2 separate regions of the Mus musculus genome follow, and region 1 is linked to region 2. The links are chromatin contacts, called in public ChIA-PET maps. All regions are on one chromosome and are shown on one strand. Each heading gives the region's core, a stretch centred on a gene start, on an enhancer-like site or on the middle of the called end of the contact. The rest is flanking DNA. Distances are from core to core; before and after follow the strand shown.

What was found. ChIA-PET counts read pairs in DNA pulled down with a chosen protein or histone mark.
Region 1: an RNA polymerase II ChIA-PET map of neural stem cells shows a contact between it and region 2, with 6 times the contacts expected there. The contact joins two enhancer-like sites. A contact is called at or near these places in 2 of 15 datasets of contacts at CTCF or cohesin (the G1E-ER4 cell line and hippocampal excitatory neurons), 22 of 484 Hi-C or Micro-C datasets (brain, cardiomyocytes, cerebral cortex and 14 more) and 4 of 115 datasets of contacts at active chromatin or transcription factors (astrocytes, neural progenitor cells, neural stem cells and 1 more).

What each region holds. Positions count from the first base shown.
Region 1 is chr5:75,344,950-75,350,052 of GRCm38.p6, forward strand. No RefSeq gene overlaps it. Among named protein-coding and RNA genes, the nearest start is that of Mir7025, 170 kb to the left of the region's middle. Within about 2 kb of position 2,707, at least 12 of the 459 cell types and tissues checked have an H3K27ac peak or open chromatin away from gene starts, as enhancers often do. A contact at or near this core is called in neural progenitor cells, neural stem cells and oligodendrocyte precursor cells, where this site is marked.
Region 2 is chr5:75,220,435-75,225,538 of GRCm38.p6, forward strand. No RefSeq gene overlaps it. Among named protein-coding and RNA genes, the nearest start is that of Mir7025, 46 kb to the left of the region's middle. Within about 2 kb of position 2,582, at least 23 of the 459 cell types and tissues checked have an H3K27ac peak or open chromatin away from gene starts, as enhancers often do. A contact at or near this core is called in neural progenitor cells, neural stem cells and oligodendrocyte precursor cells, where this site is marked.

The sequences.
Region 1 (5,103 bases), core at 1,457-3,956, 120 kb after region 2:
ACCCAGGTCTTCTGCAAGAACTGCAAATATTCTTAACTGCTGAGCCATCCTTACAGCACCACGTCTTGGTAATTTTATCTGTTTTGTTCCTTGATTCCAGTCCAACCAGAGACTACACATATTTCCTTGGCCATTGAATTAGATAAAACAAAGGAAAAGAATTTTCAGTACTTCTAGTTTAGAATTGTGTCAGGCATACTGTTGGGGGTCTGCTAATTAAATATGCAACTGGAGTGAAAAAAAATCTTGCTGTTTATAATAGAAAGAGAAAAATATTTATGTTCCAAAGATCGTCTTCTTGTGCATTCAGATTTGACCTGTTGCTTTGGTTCTGGTTCTGGGCACAGTGATCTGGGGCCCTGCTCACTGGCCATGCTCGTCCCACAAGGCTACAATTTCCAGCTCCTGTGTTGTGTTTTCCAAAACAATTACGTTATGCTTTCCCCCTCATTTTCTGTTCAATATACATCACGATTCTTGGGAAACAATAAGCTGTCTTTCACTCTGAATTCATGAATTTGGACCCATAAGTAACATGTAGAAGGTACCAAAGTGGGAACAGAGAGCAGGGTCACCCTGGAAAGACAAAATACTTCCTTTGGAAACTTCAAAAGTCATTTTAAAAAGATGGTCCAGCTGATCATGTGGTTCAGTCATTCTATGAGACTACATGGAAGATATTCTTTGGTTTGGTTTGGTTTGGTTTGGTTTGGTTTGGTTTGGTTTGGTTTGATTTGGTTTGGTTTGGATTGTTGAGAGGCACGGGTCTTGTTCTGGAGCCCAGCTGGCCCCAACCTGCTGCAGGTCCTCCTGTCCCTACCTCCCAAACTCTAGGAGTACAGGAACATACTGTCATGCCCTGTTAATTTTTCCTTTTTTAAATTTTAAAATCAGAACTTTGTTGAAGTTATTTAAACATATTCTTTGGTGTAATTATTTTGTTGTTTAGTAAAATATTTACTCTCCTTGATATTGTCAGACTAGGGAGTCTATAGTTTGATGTTCACTTCACTAATCCTAAATATCATGTTTTGAGACACAGCTTTGCTCTATGGACGAGGCTTGCTGGGGCTTATGATCCTCCTGCTCCCTCCTGCCTCAGTCTCTCAAGGGCTAGAATTATAAGAATGTGCTACTACAGCAGGGGAGGCCTTTTATTAGCACCTCAACCACCAAGATTTTAAGGGATGAAAAAGGAAGTCTGAAAATAGCTTAGGATGCTAAGAGTATCTCAAGAAAACTTCAAAAATGTCTAACATTGAAAGAAATGGTCACTTTAAAAAAAGGAAAAAAGGAAAAGAAAATTGGTCTGAGCATAACAAACTAAAATATATTCTTATAAAAAATTAATAAAATGTTGGCTCCTAAGAGAATCCATGATTGTAAAGTAAGAAAGTCTGGCGTGTGTGTGTGTATGCACATGTATATGCACGTGTGTATGTATGTATGTGAATGTTAAAGTATCAGAAGATAATATTTATGGTTTGAGTGTGTTAAATGGATTTGAAGACTTTGAAACCCCTGATTTGATAGATATGTTTGTTCATTCATTCATGAAATATTTATGACTGTCTCCTACATATCAGAGAAATCTCTAGCAATATGAATTCGCAGCTACTAGTCCTGAGAGGCAGACACTACCGTCCAGATAAAAGAATGGTGATATAATGTACAACTCACATGTTTAAGAAGCACCTGGAACATGAGCACTGTAAACTGAGGCTCTTAGTCTGCCTCCTGCTAGGAACTCAGTTCAGGGATACCTTCTGCCCCATGATAAGCGCCTGAAATGTGGACCCACTGAGCTGGAGACTGGACACAATTCCATCTGTTATGTCTAGAACTATTCTCTTTTGCCCTAGCTAGAGACTCTCAGCTCATCTTCTCCCTCTTCCCAGCCTTGTCGTTTCCCCTTAGCTCAGAGGAAGCTGTGGTCAGAGGAAGCATTGCACGGCTGCATCTGATTCTCTAGGATGCTAGGGGCTTCAGGACACTAATCCTGAATGCATTGTGTGTGTGGAGAGGAAACCTATTCATGAAGGAGAGGCCCATTCACATACTGAGCTCTGCTTGATCTGGAAGAGTAGATGCGGACAATCACCACTGTGTCCACCGTCCAGGAAGCCTGGCTAAGCCAAAGCCAGCAGCTCTCAATACATCATTATGTCATAAAAGAGATAGAGCAGCCATCATCGAAGTCTTGTAGGGAAATAGACTATATGCTCTATCCACAAGGATGCCATGATTTCATCCTTTATTTTTTGCCTGGATTCTAACACTGTCCATTGTTCAAGGGCAGTGTTTCCAAACTATGCCTAATTTACACACAGCACTGATTGGTTTCTGCTCCTTGGATGTGATAGTAGGAAAAGAAGATGAAGAGAGAGGAGGGAAGAGGGAGGAGGGAGAAGGGAGGAGGGAGGAGGGGGAGGATACACTTTATTGTTCTCCACAATTTTTATTTTATCATTTTGGAGCACTCAGACGAGGGTTTGGGAATCTTCGTTCAGCTTCTCTTAATGAAGCCACAGTGAGCACTTAATGCTGCTTCAGTTCGCACACACAAACTTTCTAATTATAAAAGGCCCCTTTCAGGCTCATTCAGGGCATATAATCTTATTTGCAGCCCCTAATTGGAGGGCTGTGTTTGTTGAAAAGAACAGAAGTCTCCAGTCATTTCGGAGAAAGCTGCCCCATCAATGCCCGTGGGAAGAAAAGAACTATTTATTTTATCTGTTAATCCCAAGTACAAACACAGCGAAGCTGTCTTTTCTAATAGTGACCCATTTCATGTTCAACTGGGAGAGAGCTAGCTTTGCTCAATAAGACTTTTGTGGCAACCAAAAAAAAAAAAGTCAATCTTATTAGGAGTCCCATTGAAAACCTTCCAATAACTTATCTTTTCAAGAACTGAACCGAATCCCCAGTTGAATCCTCTCTGTTGTCTGACACAAAATTCCAAATCTGGGCGGGAAGAAACCTCAACTAGTGAGCCCCATCTAGTGACAGGGAAGTAGAGTACCAGGGCGAAATCCCGCTCTATAATTAGCCCGTATCTTTATATCTAATTTTTAAAATTCTCCTATATGTGACCATGCCTTTATGTTTTATCATTGTTTTGCCTATTCCTGTACTTCTAGGAATCACTTCTGTACTATACCAATTTCCTTCGGATAGCTTAAATCTGAGTCTTAAAGAATGCTTAAAACAAATGAGATCACCTCATTTGTGGTTGAGTTTTAAAATGTGAGTGGCCACATGAAACGGTACTTATAGATGAAGAAGTGTTTGATATAAGTAGGATTACTTGTGTGTTGATTAAGATAGGGTCTAAAGGGTCTTCATTCTGAAGGGCTTCACAATAATGAAGTTCTGGCGGGAAAATTGCAGTTCTGAGTCTGTGAACAGTTTCAAAGTCATCTTTTCTAGGCAGTCTCCATATTTGATGGCTGTGTTGTTTGGGATGCATGTCCTATAGCTGACAGCATTAGAAGTTAAGTTGGTCTCCCTTCTTTCTGTGCATCTGCATTCCTTGACAAAGATGTCAACACACTATGATTGACTTTAGTCATACATGGTGAATTCCTTTGCTAATGAGTCTGCCCTCAAAAGGCAAACCCTCTTTGTATGCCCCCCGCCACTCATTAATAACCACATGTCACTTTACATAGAAACAGAAGGCATCCCTCCATCTCTCTGTACTCCAGTTGATTTCAGAATCTTTCCATTAGCTTATGTGGTCACACCTCCTTAGATATGTAGAAGCATCTAGATTACGGAGGAAAGTCTTTGCACTGCCCTTTACTGTTCAAAATTGACTCTGAGAAGTCATATCTCCCTTTGATGTACCCAGAGCTCAGAGTACCAAGCTGTACAGAGTCTGTTCCCTCACCTCGCAGCTGCCAGACTTTAGACAAATCACTTCTCTCGGCCACAAACATGTCACCGTGTGTTGTATTTGCTTCACAGAGCTCTTATGAAGATGAATTGAATGTAGCCCATGAAGTGCTTAGCTCAGGGCCTGGCACGCAGCAGAGAGCTCAGAAATACTGTTATCGCTTAAGAAATGAAGGGCTCAGCAGCATCACTCTCAAGATGCTTGAAAAGATGGATGGGATGGGGAAAACGTCAGTCAACTCTAAGGCATTCTATCAATGTTAAGGACGAGGGTGAGCCTAGCAGGACCCTCAAGGAAAGGCCTTTAAAAAAGGATGTTGTTGAAATGAGAGAACATGGGCTTTTACAGATCAGCCTAAGCTTCAAGGCAGAATAGAACTGTGTTGACCTCGTGGTTTGTATTGTTGCCTACACGTGACTTGAGGTTATAAGTGTTCTCAGGGAAGAGAAAGACAGAGACAGTTTATGTAATTGTACCCCCTGACAACGCCCATTTTATCTTCAGAGATCTTTGCATGCTTGCTCATGGTTATGAGTTTTAAACAGTCTGTTCCAGGTCTGTTGCTTCTGGGCCATATATAGTCAGGGGTCATGTCTGCGTGGGCCCACACTCCATCCACACATGTGTCGAGTCAGTGACCAGAAGAAGCCAGCAGAGCCTAACATGTCCTCTGTGTGACGCAATGTCCAAGGAAACCCAAGAGCACAGAGTGCGGAGCCTACGGAGCCCACAAGCAGATGGTAAAGCACGTGAGAGTCACTCATACACTCACATTTGGCTGGGAAGAGAGGCTGCCTGCAACCTGCACCTCCGTGAGTGTTCTGTGTAATGCTAGGCAAGGAACCTGTCTGAACTTGTTTCTTTATTTATAAGAGAAGACCAATAACGACTAAGCCCGTTTCCCAGAGTTCTTCAGAAATTCATGATTCCACTTATGCGTAGTGCCCAGAACAGTCTTACGTCATACATTTACCTAACAAAGGCAATTACAGCATATTCTGAAATTAAAACCCCACCTAGGCATTGCTTTTGATTTTTCTCCCTCCAAAGCCCTCAGACTACTTTCCCAAACTATTAAATAGAATCAGATAAAAATAGCAACAAGAAATACTTTACTGGGTGATTCGCTTGGAGGTGCTATGAACCTTCAAAGTCTAGTGGGTTCTAGGAGTGTGCAGGAATGGCCATTATTATTGCTAATAACC
Region 2 (5,104 bases), core at 1,332-3,831:
TCGAAGCTGGGCATTAAGTACACTGAGGTTTTATGCTGACACTATTAACAGCATGGAGAGCCCAACTTTAAAAGATCATGGACCCTATTTACTATCAATTTTACGTCAAAATGAAGATGTGTTCATTCTATAAATTGAAATCCAAGTTGAAGTACTAACATTTTTTTCTATACCCCAAATTGTTCTGTCCTAGCTATTTAAAGAGACCTTGTTTTGCATTAATTCCATTTAAAGTTATATTTTAATGTTGAAAAAAATTCATTAATTTTTTTTTGTCTTTGAGAGGGAGCCTTGCAATGTTGGAACTCAATATACAACCCAGATGACTTTAAATTTTCAGGCCTGAAGCCTTGGCCTTCCAGGTGCTGGGATAACAGGTGTGGGCAGCCTCACCTGGCTGGCCCATCACTGATCTTTTGGTGCAGTTTGCCCCCATCTGTAGGAGCCTGGCACCACTCTTTAAGATGAGTTATTTACGTGTGTGGGCCTCAGATGTTTAGTGCCGACTCCAATAGTCTCCGTTTCAGTTAAGGTGACATTTCCTTTCTAGTTTCTGAGTGTCTCGGGAACAGCCCACTGCAGCCTTGCAAGCCCAATGAATCTGGCAGGGGAATTCACATCCTGTATTTATTTGACTTTTCATGAGAAGTAAAACCTTTGGCGAGGAGGGTCTTGTGGGGAAGGTATCTGGGGGTTATACGGTGCCAACTGAAGCCAGTACAAGAACGCAGGGGCTGATAAGCATTGTTGAGACTGCATTCAGGAGTTGGCGTGCCCGGAAGTCCGTGCTGTGCAGATGTTAATCACAGTTACTTGTGGATGAGACAGCTAGCCAGAAGGAGCTGGATCCGTAGAACGAGGGGCGTGCTGGGTCCTGCGAATTCTCTGACCATAAACGAGAGACACAATGATCAAAAAGGTACCCCGAAGCAGGAAAGCGTGTACCCCAGGTAGAACACTTTTGGCTAAAAGTAAAGGGTGGAAAAAAAAAACCCCTCTGCTTCCTGAGCAACCCCATTTCCAGAAGAATAGGCCGCTCCGATTCCAGGTAGAAATCACTCAGGGAATAAAGCACGACGCCAGAGTTTCACCACGATTCTGACTTTACTTAAGTGAGATGAGGCTTGGCCATGGGGGTTTAAAGCAAAACAAACACCTCTAGGTTACAAGGAACATCCAACGTTGGGAACAACTGACCAGAGGGCAGGGGAATGGAGAGACATCTCTTGTGTACTGCGTGGAAGCATCACCTGTCAATAAAAATCTGATGGCCAATGAGCTTCTAGGATTAGAAGGTGGGACATCGGGCTGAGAGAAAGGGGAACTCCGGGGGTTAATCAGAGGAGGGTTCGCCACCGGGACACAGAGGAAGTCCCGTGTATGAAACTGAGGAGAGGTAACCAGCCACGTGGCAGAACTTGGATTAGTATAAACGGGTTAAGATAAGTTAAGAACTAGTTGGGAGACAACCCCTAAGCTAAGGCCATAAGCATTGTAAATAAAAATAAGCCTCCATGTCATTATTTGGACATCGGGGCAGACATAGAAAAGCCCAACTAGTTACAAAAGGCCTAGGGGAAGCTGAGGGGCCGGTGCATCAGTGTGAGACGATCAGGATGCCAAGCCACAGGGCTCTTCCTTACCACTCTTGCTCGGTTTATGTTAGACCCTGGGGCCCACGGGCCATGAGGAAAGAGGACTGAGAAAAGGCTGGTTTTCTGTGGCACCTCAGGAAGATGGCTTGGAGCTGGGGCATGGAGCCTTCTGTTGGGGTTGGCTGCCTTCAGTCCTGGCCCAACAGCAGCGGTCACTCGGTGATTCCCTTGTGACTTCAGTGCTGGAGGCAGAGCTGAGGTCCTGAAATGGTGAGTCCTGAATTTTCTTCCTTTGGTGTCTCTCTGCCCGTGGAGCCCTGCAGCCCAACCTTCAGGTTTTCTTCAAATTCTACCATTTCCTAGGCCTACTAGGAAGGCAAGGACATCCTCCCCACCACCACTACAGTGGTTTCTTTAGCCTAGGAACACCGAGGGGAACATGGTGGTTAGTGACACAATCGAGAATCTTCTAGAGCTGCGTAGGGTCTCACTAACCTGTCCTGAGAGCTATGTAGACCAAGCTGACTTTGAACTCTCAGAGACCCACCTGTCTCTGCCTCCCAAGGGCTTGAGTAACAGTGAGAGCCAGCATGTTCAGTCAAGAGCTGTACCTTCACGGGGTGTCCCTTGGGCCCTGGTTCCTCAAGGACAATGTAACCAGACTTAGGTCCTCAGCCGGAGGCACACTGTCGCTAGCGGTGTCAGAGGTCTGAAGCAAAGGCCTATTTGTTTCTCCTTACCTATCTATCAGGTGGCCACCAATGATTACCATTATTTTCTGCTTAGGGCATTAGCATCTTGCCTTTGTCTCATGACACACTTTTGGGAAATTGCCCTAGAAAGTATAGTCAGAGGTTTCATTCACAGAGGACAAAGGAGGCAGCTGCAACCTGGGTGAGCAAAAACCAGGCAGCAAGAGCCTGGGTGAGGCCCCGTCCTCTCCCTGTTTGGTGCCCTTTTCCCACCCCCACCTCCCCAGCTGCCCCCTTCCCGTTGCCATGGCAATGTCCCTAGAGAGTGAGGGAGGACCAGGCCTGCAGTTTCTTTCCTACATCCCTCCTCCCCACCCCCTTTGTGTCTAGAAGAGAGCCGAGCACGTACCAGACAATGGTTGGCAATGATTGATGGAGAGTTTCGGGTGTTCATTTGGACCACCTGCAGGTGGGCTGGGTAGAGGAGAAGCCCCCTCTCCAAGCTGCACATTTTACTTCTATGTATCTACAATGGGGAGCTGGTGACAGGGTGGGGGATTGCAGGGCCAGAAGCTCACACAACTTATGCACTGCAGAGTATGTGTATATTTTATTCCATGATGACAAATATTTCACAAATGAGGATTGATGATGGACACTCTACAAGAGACAGCGTTTTGATCTCTTGACGTGCTTGGTTCATGGGTGAATTTTTCTTTTGGCAAAATGATGAGTGTGTTGCTTGTATTGACACTTTTTGCAAAACATACTTTAAAGTTGGATAAGAAACGGAAGTTTCTAAACACTAACCATAGTATCAAAGCCCTAGTCTAGGGCCAGGGCTTGCTTTACAACCTCAGGACATATTTGGAACATTGGGTCTGCCAGGGAGGAGATTTGGAACTATATATCCAAGAAAGTCAGACATCCAAAGCCCCCCACCCCCACCACACACACACACACGCACACGCACACGCACACACACACACACACACACACACACGCACACACACACACACGCACACGCACACACACGCACACACACACGCACACACACGCACAGACACACACACTTCACATGTAATGTCATTTTTGAGTTACAGAAAGAGCAAGGCCAAGCTGGATATTCATGGGTGAAACCTGGAGACATATAGATTTTTCTAAACCAATTTCCACATGGCAAAAAGAATTTACTTATTCACGAGAGTCAAGAGCAGACTTCCCTGAGTTAAAAAAAAAAATTAAAAGGCACAGACATTATATTCAGGGTTGAGTGCTTGAAAGATGGGCTCTTTGCAGTCTACTCTGAGGCTCACTGCGGACTCAGGAGCTCTGAATGGAAGGTCTGTGGGCATCTGCAGGATGCCAGCCGAAAGGCTGGAGAGCTGCACACTGTGGGCTCTGTCTTCTGGGCACCGGAGGAGGCTTCCCAGGGCCTGAAAGGACAGATGCTTAAGGCTTGAGCTGTGGATTATCATTTAAATCAGCCAGTTCTTATCTTTCTTAAGTGTGGAAAAAGGAGGGTGATTAGAAGGGGAAGTATGTATGTGTGATGGGCTAATGCTGGCGGGGTATCTGCTGTATGCTGAGAATTTGATTCTTATCTTGAAATATAAACTACTATCTATTTATAGCTGTTTAAAGTCTATATATAGATAGCAATTTCTGTGTAAGTGCTCCTGGACTTACAGTGGACTGTTTTCTAATAAACCTATCATGAAGTTGAAGAACTGTCAAAAATACATTTACTAGACTTTAGTGACTGAACAATGCAGCTTAGTCTCGCTTACCTTAAATGTACTTAGCACAGTTACCTTTCGAATAGGTTATCTCTCATTTATTCGTTGACAGTTTTATAGATGTAAACAATATATCTCGATCATACCCACCCCAGCTCTCCCTTGCATCTCTGACATGGTCTCTTCCCCTGTTCAAATCCTCTACTTAATAAAACCCACAGAGTCCAATTAGTCAGCCCATTGGAATACAGACTGATCTTGTTGGCTTTATCTTGTACAGTTCTTGTGCAGGCCCCTGTAGGTGTTGGGAGTTCATGGGTGCTGTGGCCAGGCTGTGTCCTGAAAACAGCATCTCACAGTATCCCTTCCCACCCTCCAGCTCTTGCATCCTCTCTGCCCTCTCCTCTGTGATCTTCCCTGAGCCTTTGGTGCGGGGTGGGGGCAGAACAATTGTTATTCACCAATAGCTGAGGGAGATGATCTGACATAAGCCTGTTTATAATGACATACTGAAGTTTCTATGGCATTTGTTGATATTGTTTTGAAAGAGACAGACCCCATGGGTCAACTCAGGGGCCTCTTGAAGTCAAAGAATCTTCAGCTAACCTGTCACAAGTTGGGCACTGCTTTATATACATATTGGGTAGGCATCTATTTCAGAGGCACATATGACTATATTAGTATATCTGTACTTAAACATATAACTAAATCTGTACTTACACATATAACTATATCTGTATTTACACATACCACTTTATACAATAGTATGACCAATGTTCTACCGTGGCTGTAATACAAGAGAAGGCGATTGAAGCTGAATGCAAGGAGATACTCAGGCTTATCTGGGACTACTTAACAGATGAGCAGTGAGGCCGTGTCCTGACCTAGGTCTTTCCAATCTCAAAATATCCTTTCTACTTCACGGCTGTTTATTGCCATTTCAGTCTTTGGAGTCACTTTGATGCTAGCTGCCATATCTGCCACAACCCTAGCCCCCACCCGAGAGTCCCTATCTGAAATCCTGCCCCCCATTCCACCCCAGCTGTCTGTGCACCTTGTGAGGCCTCAACTACTGCAG